2 separate regions of the Sus scrofa genome follow, and region 2 is linked to region 1. The links are chromatin contacts, called in public HiChIP or PLAC-seq maps. All regions are on one chromosome and are shown on one strand. The core of a region is the stretch at or near the end of the contact, and the rest is flanking DNA. Distances in the headings are between cores, read along the strand shown. Region 1 holds the start of KIF20A (kinesin-like protein KIF20A). Region 2 holds the start of ETF1 (eukaryotic peptide chain release factor subunit 1).

The links. HiChIP or PLAC-seq counts read pairs in DNA pulled down with a chosen protein or histone mark.
Region 2: a contact with region 1 is called in an H3K27ac HiChIP or PLAC-seq map of alveolar macrophages. The contact joins the promoter of ETF1 here to the promoter of KIF20A in region 1. A contact is called at or near these places in 2 of 5 promoter capture datasets (fetal liver and liver), 1 of 47 Hi-C or Micro-C datasets (epiblast stem cells) and 2 of 2 datasets of contacts at active chromatin or transcription factors (alveolar macrophages and skeletal muscle).

What each region holds. Positions count from the first base shown.
Region 1 is chr2:140,201,057-140,207,265 of Sscrofa11.1, reverse strand. It overlaps KIF20A (kinesin-like protein KIF20A), which reads right to left and starts at 4,949. Exons shown (of 19, transcript XM_003123952.6): 1 at 4,825-4,949; 2 at 4,169-4,354; 3 at 2,508-2,597; 4 at 2,290-2,409; 5 at 1,582-1,720; 6 at 1,292-1,479; 7 at 1,076-1,205; 8 at 717-911; 9 at 496-607; 10 at 321-389; 11 at 1-104. The coding sequence starts at 4,333. BRD8 (bromodomain-containing protein 8) reads left to right here and starts at 5,019. Exons shown (of 24, transcript XM_005661688.3): 1 at 5,019-5,067; 2 at 5,331-5,402. The coding sequence starts at 5,384.
Region 2 is chr2:140,501,030-140,507,903 of Sscrofa11.1, reverse strand. ETF1 (eukaryotic peptide chain release factor subunit 1) reads left to right here and starts at 3,523. Exons shown (of 11, transcript XM_003123975.6): 1 at 3,523-3,692; 2 at 3,853-3,956. The coding sequence starts at 3,871. It overlaps LOC110259500 (a long non-coding RNA gene), which reads right to left and starts at 3,439. Exons shown (of 2, transcript XR_002341933.1): 1 at 2,657-3,439.

The DNA.
Region 1 (6,209 bases), core at 3,700-6,199:
CCAGGGTGTGCAGGGACGTGTTAATGTTTCCTGCTTCCTTCAGCCGCTCACCACTCTTCTGATCTTTGCAGCGCTCTGAGCCAGCCAGATCACAGAGTGATAACCTTGAATGATGGACAGGATCTGACATAAGGACCCAACAGGTTATGGGCTTTCTAGCCCTTCATGTAGTTCCAGGGAGGGGAGGACTCATGAAGAATCTCTGTACCCGAGGAAGGACAGCATGAATCTAACAAATAATCCCGAGGACCTCACTTGTCCACCTCCCCCAACTACCCTTTAAGGCCAAGAAACCCAAATTTCTAAATGAAAAAACTTACTCGCTAATCTTGGGGATTATATCCCCGTCCCCCTGAAGATGCAGGATCCGGATTGAGAAGATGCTATGACTGAAAGTTAGGAAAAAGAGAAAAGTTACCGCATATCCTCTGTGACCAAGTGGAGGACGAACGTTTCTCGAACACAGTGAAAAGCTGACTCTCACGACCCCCTAACCTGCGGCTGGAGTTCTGATTCAGGTGGGTGCTGGCAAAGCTCTGGTTTTTACGACCCACTTTCAGGAGTTTCCAGGCCTCCTCGGCATCCTGAACATTAATCCAGTTGAGATCTGAGGCCAAGGAGAGAGGACATACATAACATGGGAGCACCTAACTCTCTTCCTGGTCTCTCCCCAGGTCCCCTGCAGGGTTCATGGCAGCCTCCCTGCTTTTCCATACCTTTCACATAGGGATTGCCGTTTTGATCCTCACACAGCCGCAGAGTCTGCCTCTTGCGCTGCTGGCTAGGTGGTTCTAACAGGTCATAAAGCAGTTCATTGTAGATCTCAAAGAAGGAGATCCAGATGGAGAAGCGAATGTCTGCAGGGACACTTACAGGGGCTGTGTCTGGCTGTGCCCATCGGTGACTTGTTTCTAGGGAAGAAGCCAATGTACAGTGTAGAGCAGGCCATCTCCCCTTTGGCCTTCAGGGGCCTTAGAAAGGTGGAGTTCTGGTTGCAACCTCTGGTCTATAATTCTGGAAGATGTGGGGAGCAGGGAATTGGTTACTTGGCACATAGCCCAGTCAGGGTACATACCATCCAGCTGGCTACTGCTGGTAAACTGACTGGTAGAGGAGAGCCCAGCAATGCCACTGTCAAAACTGGTGCTGGTGCCCATCCGACTTTCAATATAGACACTCTTCTTCAAAGAGGTGGACAGGTCCTCCTGGAGAAGCCCAGGGAGAAGGTAAGCACAAAACGTTCTGGAAATTTATTCCTCTGTCCCTGCCTCTGTGAACACCAACACTTTACCTCTTGGAGGCCTCCACTTAGCAGGGCCAGTTTTTTCAGCTCCTCCTGCCGGATCTGCTTGCTGTCTAGCCACATTACCTCATTGGAGAGCAAGGGCTTCAGATCAGGTGTTGGATGAAGTTGGCCCTGGAGGCTATTGAAGATGAGAGTCAGGGACCGGGGCAGGATCCCCCCGTCCTTGATGGTACCTGGAGGCATGTGAAAGGTAGACAGGTGAGGCAAGTGCCGTTCCCCAGCTCGGAGCATCAGTGGCAAAGACAATCAGCAGTTCTGTGAGGCCTACTACTCACCTTGAATGGTGTGGGTTTTCCCTGAGTTGGTGACTCCATACGTATAAATAAGCCAGTTCTGTCCTTTGAGTACATCCTTTACCATCTCCTTTACAGTCAGGTTGAAGAAAGGTGCCTGTCCCACTTCTGGTCCAAAGATCTAGAGACAGATCCAGTTTCTCAGAGGCCCATCCTTCATCTCCCACTTTCCTCTGTGCGGAGCCAGCAGATACATCCCTTCCTGGGTGGTTGGCTCTGGAGACACTCAAGCAGCTTTTTTTTTGCAGTGCTCCCAGCTGCTCCCTAAATCCTCTCTGCCAGTCCACCTTTTATCCAAATCAACAAATACTTAAGGAATGCTATCTAGTAAGTCCACAGCTGCACACAAAATGGAGCGACATAATGGTCACAAGCATGGGCTTGGGAGATAGATGGATCTGATTCAAGCCCTAACTCTACCAATGACTGCTACAGGGCTTCAGCAACACTATCCTCACTGAGCCACAGTATCCTTACTGGAAAACAGGGACCATAATGATAACAGTGACAGAGTTGTTGGGAATTAAAGCACGTAAAGTGCTTGACACACTAACACATTACAAAGGTCCCCAAGCTGTAGACATGTATATATAAGAAACTCACAGTTAAGAAGAAAGCTTTACCCTCTAAAGAGGGAATAAAGTTGCCTCTACATGGTGGTGCCCTGTTCACATATCAGTATCTCTATACCTGGGAAAAGGTGAATCTGTGTGTTGCTTGTCCAATCCCTCTCTCGTTGCTCTTCTGGGCAAAAGAGTCCTTGGGTGCCTGTAGAGCAAGGGTCTCCATATTCTCAATACGGACACAACCCTAAGAAGAGGGAAAACTGTCACCGAAGGAAAACATTCCTGGGAGCCTCTACTGTATTGCAGCATTCCACTTTTAATCCTCCCTCCTCAGAAACTCACCTGATCCTCCTGTCGTTCTAACTCTGAAGGTAAAAAGGGCCTGACCCTCAGGTATACTTTGACTTTCTCCATGCTTCCTTCAGATGGAACCTGTGACAGAATTCCAGGCCAGAACCACAGATTAATCTCAGCAGTTACTTCTGAGCAGATGGGCAAATATAAAATAGTTTCTGGAGTTCCCGTTGTGGCTCAGTGGTTGATGAACCTGACTAGTATCCAGGAGGATGAGGGTTCAATCCCTGGCCTCGCTAAGTGGGTTAAGGATCTGGTGTTGCCATGAGCTGTGGTGTAGGTCAAAGACATAGCTCGGATCCCACATTGCTGTGGCTGTGGTGTAGGCCGGCAGCTGCAGCTCCAATTGGACCCCTAGCCTGGGAACCTCTATATGCTGCAGGTGTGGCCCTGGAAAGACAAAAGACAAAAAAATAATAGAAGTAAAATAAAATAGTTCCTGGAAATCATGTTAACACTACCATATTCCACCTCTAATGACTGTGTGCAGCTACTCAGGTTCCATAATCACTCCAACCCACATGGACTTTTTCACTACTTAATCATCTTTCTTGTCGTTTTAGAATCCTGAAAGCCTGGCTTACCACAGATTATCTGGGTTAGAACTTTCTGAATGGCATGAAAATTAGTGTGTGATATTATGGCAAAACATAGTAGTTAAGCACCTTAGAGGCAGACACACCTGAATTTCAGTCCCAATTCCATCATTAAGAAACCATGAGATCTTTTTTTTTCGGCCACCCATTGGATTCCTGGGCCAGGGATCCAATCAGAGCTGGAGTTGCAACCTATGCCACAGCTGCAGCATGGCTGGATCCTTCACCCACTGTGTCTGTGCCGGGGCGGGGACCAAACCTGAATTGCTGCCACTGCAAAGACACCATTGATCCTGTTGTGCCACAGCGGGAACTCCTGAGATCTTGAACAAGTTCTTTAAGTTTTCTTTACCTCAGTTCCCTCATCTGTAGAATGGGGTTAATAATAGCACCCACCAAGTTCATTCAACAGATATTTAGAGATCAGAGATCTCTCTACTCCGGTGCAGGAAATCTTATAGGATCCAGTAGTTCACAGTGAAGGACATTAACAAAGGCCCTGCTCTCATAAAACTTCTACAAGAGATGTCTGAGTAGAGCTGTTCTTAACCATGACATTTAGTAATGCCAGAACAAATTTCCTGGATGTCCTGGGAAGGAGCTACTGACATCTAGTGGGTAGAGACCAAGAATGCCGCTTAACATTTTACACTGCACAGAACTGCCCCCTATAACAAAGAATCATCTGGCCCCAGGCATCAAGAATGCTGCAGCTGAGACATCTCAGCAGAAAGCAAGCCCCCTTTTAAGTGCAAGCTATGGGTTCATATTAAAGCCTGAATATGTCTGGACTTCATGGTGAAGGAGATCTAACTACTGCCTTCTCTCATAGGATTAACTGAGTATGCATTTGAGAATGTTTCATTACGGCAATGCAGTTAATAGATTTCTTAGAGACACACAATTGTACATTTTTTACTTGTCTTGTCCTTAATTTTCAGTTGATCTCTCAAACCCTAAGAATGCAGGGTTTTGACCTCCTGCTACTTTGTAGGGATAACTAGTATGCTGAGGATATGACTTTCTGCCCCCAAGCCAATTCAACTCCTTTACCTGCTGCTTGTCGTCCAGGGAGGTGGAGATGACAGAGCAGTCTGACAGCAGTTCCTTGCGCACCACAGACCCCAAATCTGCAGCAGTGGACTCAAACATGGGGGAGACTACGACTTCCTCATCCGACAACAAGCCGGCTGGTGGAGAGAGGATCCCTTGCGACATGTTAGCAGGGGAAGCCTAGATCTAAAGAGAGACAAAAGTGGGTAGGGAGGAGAACCTTATGGGATAAAAAGGGCTGCAAATTCTGAGTAAGAACCAATTCCTAGGCCCCAAGACAACTTGGTCTCACTGGCTGAATTCCTGCTCCTCTTTCCCTTCAACTACTAGCAAAGAGAAAGGAAATGAGAGAGAGAGTTAATCATTTAATCCAGTCTGAGGCGGCATTTCCGACCGCGAACAGGAATGAGCAGACACCCAGCTCCAAAAGCAGAAGGCCACACTCCAAGTACGGTGTCTTGCTCTCCGGTGTCGTGGAGGTGGTGTCAGTAGCCCTGGGCTCCTTCAGTCTCTCCCCCAGGCCCACAGTGAGGACAGAGGTATTAAAAAAAAAAAAAAAAAAAAAAAGGATGGCGGCAGTTCTTCTTTCTGAAAGCCTAATTCGCGAGGGCAAGAGCAGGTACCGCAGCTGGGCTCCAGTAGAGCCTCATACTCACCGAAGACACCGCACGTCTCCTCCGGTACCGGCTCACTCACACCCCGCGACGGAACCTGAACCTTCGCAGCTAGACAGCACAACCCCGCCCACGAGGCTCACCTTTGTTACTGATACAATGTTTTAAATTACGCGCTGCGTTCGTTGAGCCAATCAGATAGCGAAACCTGAACCTACCAATCAGCGCAAGGGGACAGACGAGACTGGGAAACGGCTTATTCCGGCCTGACCGCTCTGCTCAAAAGTGGGTCCGGGTTACCAACTGTCGAGGCTTGGTGTTGGGTGATCCTGCAATTCCGCCTTATTACTTTTTCTTGAACCCTGAGGCATCAGCTGCCGTGTTTTGTTCTTTATCACATTCCTTCCCAGGAACGCACAAGAGACCCGGTTTAGGGCACTTGTTCTTCCTGGGGTGGGGTGGGGGACTACATTTCCCAGGAAGCACCGCAACCAAACACCGGGACTCTATTTCCCAGAGTTCTTTTTCTTATACTTTCTTTTTTTAAGGCGTAGCGGACGCTGACGCTCTTCCCTCAGGAGTTGGAGACTTCCGAGCCAAAATGGCGGCAGGGACGGGCAGTAAGTATTTGCACCGCCTTTGTGTGGTAAGTCTTTGTAGAGCCGAGGCCAGGCAACAGCATAGAGAGTAGGAGCAGTGATTTGCCTGAGAGCCCAGGGAGGGCACGAGACTTGAACTCGACGGTGTAGTGAAGCCCAACGGCCGGGGGCCTAGAAGTGTAGTCTTCTCAGTAAGGCCGCCGAGGTTTGAGATAAGCAGCTCAGCGAAATCTTTGTATGTTGGGGAGCTCTGCGGGGTGAGCTGAAAAGGTGCCCTACAGACGGACCGAGACGTTGTGCGCCTTAAGGAGTGGCCGGCATCCCAAAGAGTCATTCAGTTTCTGACGAACGTTTATGAGGCCACTAGTCACAGAGAAATGGGGAGTTTTAACCGCGAGCTTTTTCTGCCACTGGGGAAATCACATTTCGGGCATCTCAGTCATTTATCTCTGTTTCACGGACTGAATATGGCTTTTAGGCCCGGCCAGGGGAAAGGGGAGCGGTGTTACTGAAAGAAGTAAACAACTTTATGCTAAGAAGGAGGCGGGACGGAGGGGAGGTGGCCGCTCGGAATCCTGGGAAATAAGCCCTTAGGTCCAAATTGGAATAAAGCGTTTTTTAAAATTGAGTCTTTCGGGGAGCTGCCCTATCTTAATCTGACATTACTTTTTTTTTTTTTAAACTAAACCATTGTGCCCATGGCATTTGAAGGCAAAACATTTTATTTCTTCAAATACCATAGGCACACTGTTTTAGTTAGGTTATTTACTAGAAAGGTGAAGAATCAAGATTTGGTGATAGTAGCTCACGTTGTCCTTATAGGTTGGG
Region 2 (6,874 bases), core at 2,274-4,773, 300 kb before region 1:
TTATTATGCTTAAGTACAACCATGAACTGAGGGCAGACTACAAGACATTTCCTTTATTGATCTCTACTTCATGAATTGGTAAGCATTTTAGAGACAGTCTGATTCAGAGATTTCTTCAAACTACTCTTTATTTTTCTAGGCACAGGAATATCTTTTTTCGTTTTAAACAAAATCATATATGTAACTTTTTGATGATGGGTGGGGCAAGGAAAACATGCACAATTACTAAGATACCTATGAAAAAGCCATTCATTCTATTAGTATAGTTAGGGTTATAAATACCCAATATTTCAAACTCCAACTATGAAAAGTTCTGAATTTCTAACAATTATTAACACACCAGCCACAAAAGCAGGGGGAAATATCCCAGACCTATTTTACTGGCTCCTTTTTTCTACCAGGAGGAAAAAAAAAAATCCAGGAATTGTGCTTTGTATTTGTTCTTCCTTTAGTCTCTCAAACTTACTCTCTGCTGAAGTGAGGTCCTTACAGGTCCTCCTCAATAGATGAGTACAGAAAACAGTGGAAGAGAAAAGAACAAATTAGGAGAAACTAAAAAGAGAACTAAAATTCACTGCTGACACATTTCCATAAATGGTACTAGGAACTTCACACAAATTATTCATTCCAACAATCGTCCCAGAAAATAGACAGGATCCCCATTTTACTGATAAGAAAACTGAGATTTTGCAAGATTTAAGAAATGACTTGCTCGAGGTAAGAAAGGGAGTCAAGGCTCAACCCTAAGACTTCCTAGGTCCAGACTTTTTTTCTTTAACAACTTCACTGACTTAATGTTACTTAATGTTAGAGCTGGGGGGAAAGTTCTGAACTGATCAAGAATAAATCCTTCATTCTACAGAGGACAACCTATGCCTAGAAAGATTATATATTCTGCATTTTTCAAAAAATCTTTATTACCCTTATATCATCGGAGGTTCTCCCTGGACACTGAATGGTCATGGTCTCATTTTAAAAGGCTTATCTTTGCCAAAGGAAACAGCATCCCTATTCTACTTCCTCTCAAATCTCTTCTGCTACAGACCCATGCCAGCCTCTGCCTCTAACACACTGATTTCCAACTCTAAGTACAGAGATGATAAATTTGCAGCAACTGGGCAACTAAGCTTTTAGAACTACAGTTAAACTGCCCGGTTTGAGAATATTCTAAGAAACAAGTTGCGTATCTTGGTAATCACCAAGTTTCAAGGATTCAAAGATTAACAAACAGCAATTCTATGTGGGATGGTATGCTTACTTCAGCATGAATCACAAAGAAAAGCAAGCCTGTGAGTTAGTCTGAAAAGACTGTAAAGCCACCACATATGGACCTGAAGCAACACTATAAACATAAACATAAAAATGAGCAGGAAAAGAAAATCAAGGCAATTTAGTATAAGCAGTAGGAACTGGAGCAAAGGGAATGAGGTCGGGAAAAGTGAGGGACATGGTAGACACCCAGTCAGTCAGTAAGCAGTATTTACAACTATTTAAGAAAGTCTGTTAATAAGCACAGTGAATGGAACACAGTAGAAGTACAATAAATATTATATAATGACTGACTATATGCTGAAAATTACAAAATGGAACCTAAAGAAGAGATTCCACCGTTGGAATTCATTTGCTGGGGAGAGAAGACTTGCCCTGTAGCAAGTCCATGTCCTCACCCTAAGGAAACATAGATAAGAGGGTCCCCGGGCAAGTTCCTGTCACCTCTCTGCTTCAAATACCCAATCTATGAAATGGGGGTAAAAGCCTCATCTCCAAGGTGTGGACAAAACTGAGTTAACAGGGGGAAAAGGATTCAAAGCTCACACAAATTAATGCAACTGCCTGCCTCACATCACCACTGCCATGTATCAAAAGCAAACGCAAATTTAAGAAGCGCAAGATGAAATTTTCAATCATCTCCCACAACCTGCTCCTTATCCTAACCCTCTCAGTAAAAGTAATCGTTTCAGTCCTCTGAGAATCCTTCTTCTTTTTTTTTTTTTTTTTTCTTTTTCAGCCACCCCCCCAAGACATATGGCAGTTTCCAGGCCAGGGATCCAAATCAAGCTGGAGCTACAGCCTACACTGCAGTAACTGCCAGACCCTTAAGCCACTATGCTGGGCTGGAATCCAACTGGTGCCTCCACAGAGACAAGGCAGATCATTAACCCACTGAACCACAGCGGGAACTCCCAGGGGGAGTCATTCTTGCTCTTCCTCCTCATCCAACCCATCATCCATCCAGTCCTACCCATCACCCTACCTATCACCCTAGTCTAAGCTACCGCTCTCAAAAATCACTGACCTCGCTCCAGCACACTAGCTCTTGTAGTTCCTCCCTTCTTCTTATTTTTTTTTTTTTTTTTGTTTTTTTTTTTTTTTTTTTTGCTTTTTAGGGCCGCACCCGCGGCATACGGAGGTTCCCAGGCTAGGGGTTCAATTGGAGCTGCAGCTGCTGGCCTACACCACAGCTCACGGCAATGCCGGATTCTTAACCCACTGAGCGAGGCCAGGGATTGAACCCGAGTCCTCATAGGTACTAGCCTGGTGCGTAACCCGCTGAGTCACCATAGGAACGCCATTATTTTATTACACAAAAGTATAAAATCACAAATGGCTACAAACCCAACCAAACTGAAAATTCCACGAAGACAGGCACTGTTACCTGTTTGGTTCTGCTCAATCTTCTCAAGAAAACCCGGCCTGGAACAGTTCGGACCCAAATATTTGAATGACTGCAGCTGAGGTGAAGAGACATAAAGTAGCCAACTACAACTCCTAACTCCAAAAGAGAGCTGCCCATTTTGCTTCAATACTCTCCCCCCTTCCACTCTCAGGAGCTCAGACGAAACCATACGTGGCATCAGATACTTCAGGTCTCCAAACTCAGTCAGTCTCTGCTTTCTTCCCCCTCGTAAAGTTCCAGGTCCAAAGTGAACCTCTCTTAGCACTAAGGCGCGAAGGCGGGACGTGAGTGGCTCTTTTGTCCCCGAGGGTGTCGGGGTGCCAGACTACCCGGGAGAAGTTTCCCAATCCGGATACCCTGGCGGAGAGCTTGAACACTAGTCCGTGCAGCTGTGATGCACGCAGGCCCGAGCGCTCCGTCTGCTAAGAAGCAGCAAAGCGCGAGGCGCCTCTTTGAGGCTTCTCAGAAGCAGTTCAAACCACGCGTCCCGGCTCGAGTGGAGGCGCGTCGTGGAACCTCAGAGGTCCATTCCATTCAAGAAAGTGGGACGGAAAAGATAACCCAAGCGCCTCTCCCTTTAAGAAACACCCTCCGTTCGAGCCTAGCTGGGCTGACTAAATGCTCGCGAGAGCCACCTGCTTCCGCCCGCTTCCTGCTCTCGGCGAGCCGGACCGGAAGGAAGGCGGTGCTTCCCCGCCCCCGGCTTCTACCTCACAAGGCAGCGCGGCCCCAGCTGCGGCCAATCGGCGGGCTCATTGTAGGCCACCTCTCGGAGAACCAATGGAAAGTCGCGGCGCGCGCAGAGCTTCTCCTCTTCCTCACCGGCCCCCTCCCTTCCGCCCGCCGACTTCCACTCAGCCTCTGGCGGAGGAAGTGATGTCACAGGCCCCATGTGAGCGGATTGCAACACATGCAGCTGCCTGGAGAGAGGGAGCCGGTGTCCTACGTCAGAGCCGCCGCCGCGGAGCCGCCGCCGGGGAGGAGCAGCAGCTGCCGCCCAGGACTGGGCCCTTAGGTAAGCCAGGGGGAGGGAAAGGCCAGCGACGACCGCGCCGGGCCGCGCGAGGCGGGAAGAGGAGGGACTCTCGGGGTGGCAAGGAAGGGGGCCGCTCTGCCCCAGCGGCGGCGCTAACTCTGTGGTCTTGGTGTCTCCGGGCCCCGCCGGGCCGCTCTAGGGAGGAGGAGGCGAGAAGATGGCGGACGACCCCAGTGCTGCCGACAGGAACGTGGAGATCTGGAAGATCAAAAAGCTCATTAAGAGCTTGGAGGCGGCCCGCGGGTGAGCGCCGCGTCAGAGCCCCCCCGTACCCTCTTGGTTCCTGGACCCCTCAGGATGGCCGCCCCCGCGCCGCATGGCCGGATGAGGAGAACCAGGCACTAGCCAACTCCCGCCTTCTGGACCTCCGGGTAGTAACCACCGTCCCAGGGGCGAGGGTCTACGCGGTTGGCCCGAGAAGGGGTACTTCCCCCTGTTAGGGCTTAAGGGGCCCGGCTCCCGGGGCTTAGACCACTCAACCCCCTCGTGATAGGCCCCTGCTACTTTTGTACCCCTCCCAGTCACTTGAATCCAGGTCCTCCCTCCTTGAGTTCCAGGTGCTGCCACCCGACACGGGTGCTCTTGGAGGGAAGGGCCTGGCCTTCCTTCTGAACTTCCTTCCCTGATTTTCTCTCTTCACATTCTTTAGCCAAGTCTCATAAAAATGGCCTCCCCCTCCTGGGCTTCTCAGAACCGGGTGGGTGAAGTTTGGGTGGGGTGGGAAGGAGGGGTGGTCAGGGACACCTTTATCTGACTTTCTCTGATTTCTCTGGGTCTCACTACTCTCTCAAGATGACTTCCTCCAAGTCCTCTAATTACCCCAGAGCTTCTTGCGTTTAGCTGTTACAGGACCCACCTATAAACTGAAAATGCCCATGTGTGCGGGGTGGGGTGTTAGGGAATGTTTGGTTTAGATTTGTTCTCTTATTACTTGGTTGACAGGTGTGTGTCTGTATATTCAGAAGAAATCCGAATTATGGGGCCGTCGATGAACTGTAACGACAGGGTCCCTTTTGGCCTCTCTCTGGAACTCTTGGGGGTCGAGGTGCCTGATGGATTAATGCATGTTGAAATTCAGAGCTAAATTAAGTTGTCTTTGAGTTCTCTTGTAAATTTCTATGAGAAACTGTTTAGTGTGTCCATTGTGGAAAGAGTGGACTAAATTAAAACAGACTTTATGTGCTTTTAAAATTTAAAAAATTACTCTCTAGGAGAAGGTGTGTAAGAGGTATTCCTGGTTTTTTCGTCTAATTATTTCATTTTGTTCCTTTCCCAGTCTTAGAAACTTCTTACTTACAGGAAGTGGCAGGAAAAAAAAAAGTTTTTGGAACATTGCATATTTGTATGTCTGAGCATTCTTAGAATAGCAGAGTGGCTTGTCCCAGGCCATTTTGAAAGTTGTTTTCAGTACAGGAATTGGACATTCTGGTTTCCACCCCAGATTTGTCCTTGATTGGTAGATTTGCAATAAGATTAATCAACTGCATAGTTGTTAGTACTTTATGATGTAAGCTATGCTTAATTCCATCAAGGCCTAGGGCTAAAAGACTGTTTTGCTATTGTGTTTTATTCTTGATAATTAGTGACAGTTCTCCTTGGGATGAAACTTCTGAAAGTTTAGTCCTCTTCAGTTATTGGGGCTTTTATTCACTATGTCTCATATGAATTGCAGGTAGCAGCTTACTTTTCATTTCATAGGTTTTACTTTAAATGTAGTAGAATATTCAGACCTAGTTAATAATCTCTCTGTACTTGAACACAGTTGATTCTGATGATTCTGTGCCACATGGTAGAATGAATAATTCCCCAAGTGTGAGAATCCTGTACAGGAGGGGTAATGTAGGTCATGACCCATTATGTTTGCACTACCAGGAAACAGCCAGCTTCTTTTGTTTCACTAGGATATTCTCTTGTGTTGCTTGAACCCTTCAATTGAGTGTAGCTTCTTTAGATTGTTGTTGTTGCTGTTGTTTAAAGTTGGATGTGATCTTTAGATTCTTATTTAATTTGAAGACGGGTTCATGCATTAGAATTTGTATACATTATATCTCAAGTTTAAAATATGGATTCAGACTATAATTTGCTTATTGTCTGAGTGAAGTGACATTGAAGATAACACTGCTTCATAAATAACACCATTGCTTTCTACTGCTTGGTGAAGGAAGCTCATTCTTAAATTTGTTAGCCATGTTACCTAGCCACTTGAAACTTTTCAGCTCCTCTTTAAAGCTTTTTTAAAGGCTTAGTCCTTTGATTAGCAAAGTTCAGTAAAGTTTAAAGCATGCTAAATATGAGGTTCTTATGTACAGTTTTTTTTCCAGGTGATAGTTTGAACATTTTAGACAAGATTAAGCTATCTAAACAGTGTGGTGAATAATCATGTCCTACTTTGTCTACTTGCTTTCATTCAGGATTTGGTTGCATCTTGATCCCAGGAAAACTTAAAATTTTGGTCATCTCTGGGTTGCTAAGGGAGTCACAAGTTTATTCTGTTTGAGAAGTTTTTGTTTTTGTTTTTGTTTTTTTTTTGAGAATAGCAAAATTGTATTTGTCTAAGACTCATTAAGGTTATCATAGCGTACAAGGAGAATGTTTTCCCTTCTTTACCTAATGCTAAAATACTTTTAGGAGAAATGCGATGGACTTAAGCACAAACTGGATGGCAAAATGAATCTGTGCTGGTATTTTAGGGTCAAGTTGTGGGTTTCAGCAGAAAACAGGTTTTGTTCAAGCTTATTACCACTTAGTGAAACTTAGTAGTAAATTTGTAGAATTGTTTTGGAAATGAAGATTTCTCTACCCACCCCACCCCCCTGCCCAATAATTTTGGGCATAAAATACTAGCTTTTAATTTAATGCTGGGATAAAAGTAATTTTGAAGTTGAGATAATAGGCATGTGAGTATCTCTTGATATATAGCCCCAATATAATGTAGCTTTAAAGTGGAACCACTTGCAAAATGGACTAGCCGATTAAATACATCTGAACAGAGTAAAGTTTCTAAACACAGTTATTTATTGAGGGATGTAGTATTTTTTAGATATTGTGTTGTTTTTTTGTTTGTTTGTTTGTTTGTTTTTTTGCCTTTTTCTAGGGCCACTCCCGCGGCATATGGAGGCTCCCAGGCTAGGGGTCTAATCGGAGCTGTAGCCGCTGGCCTA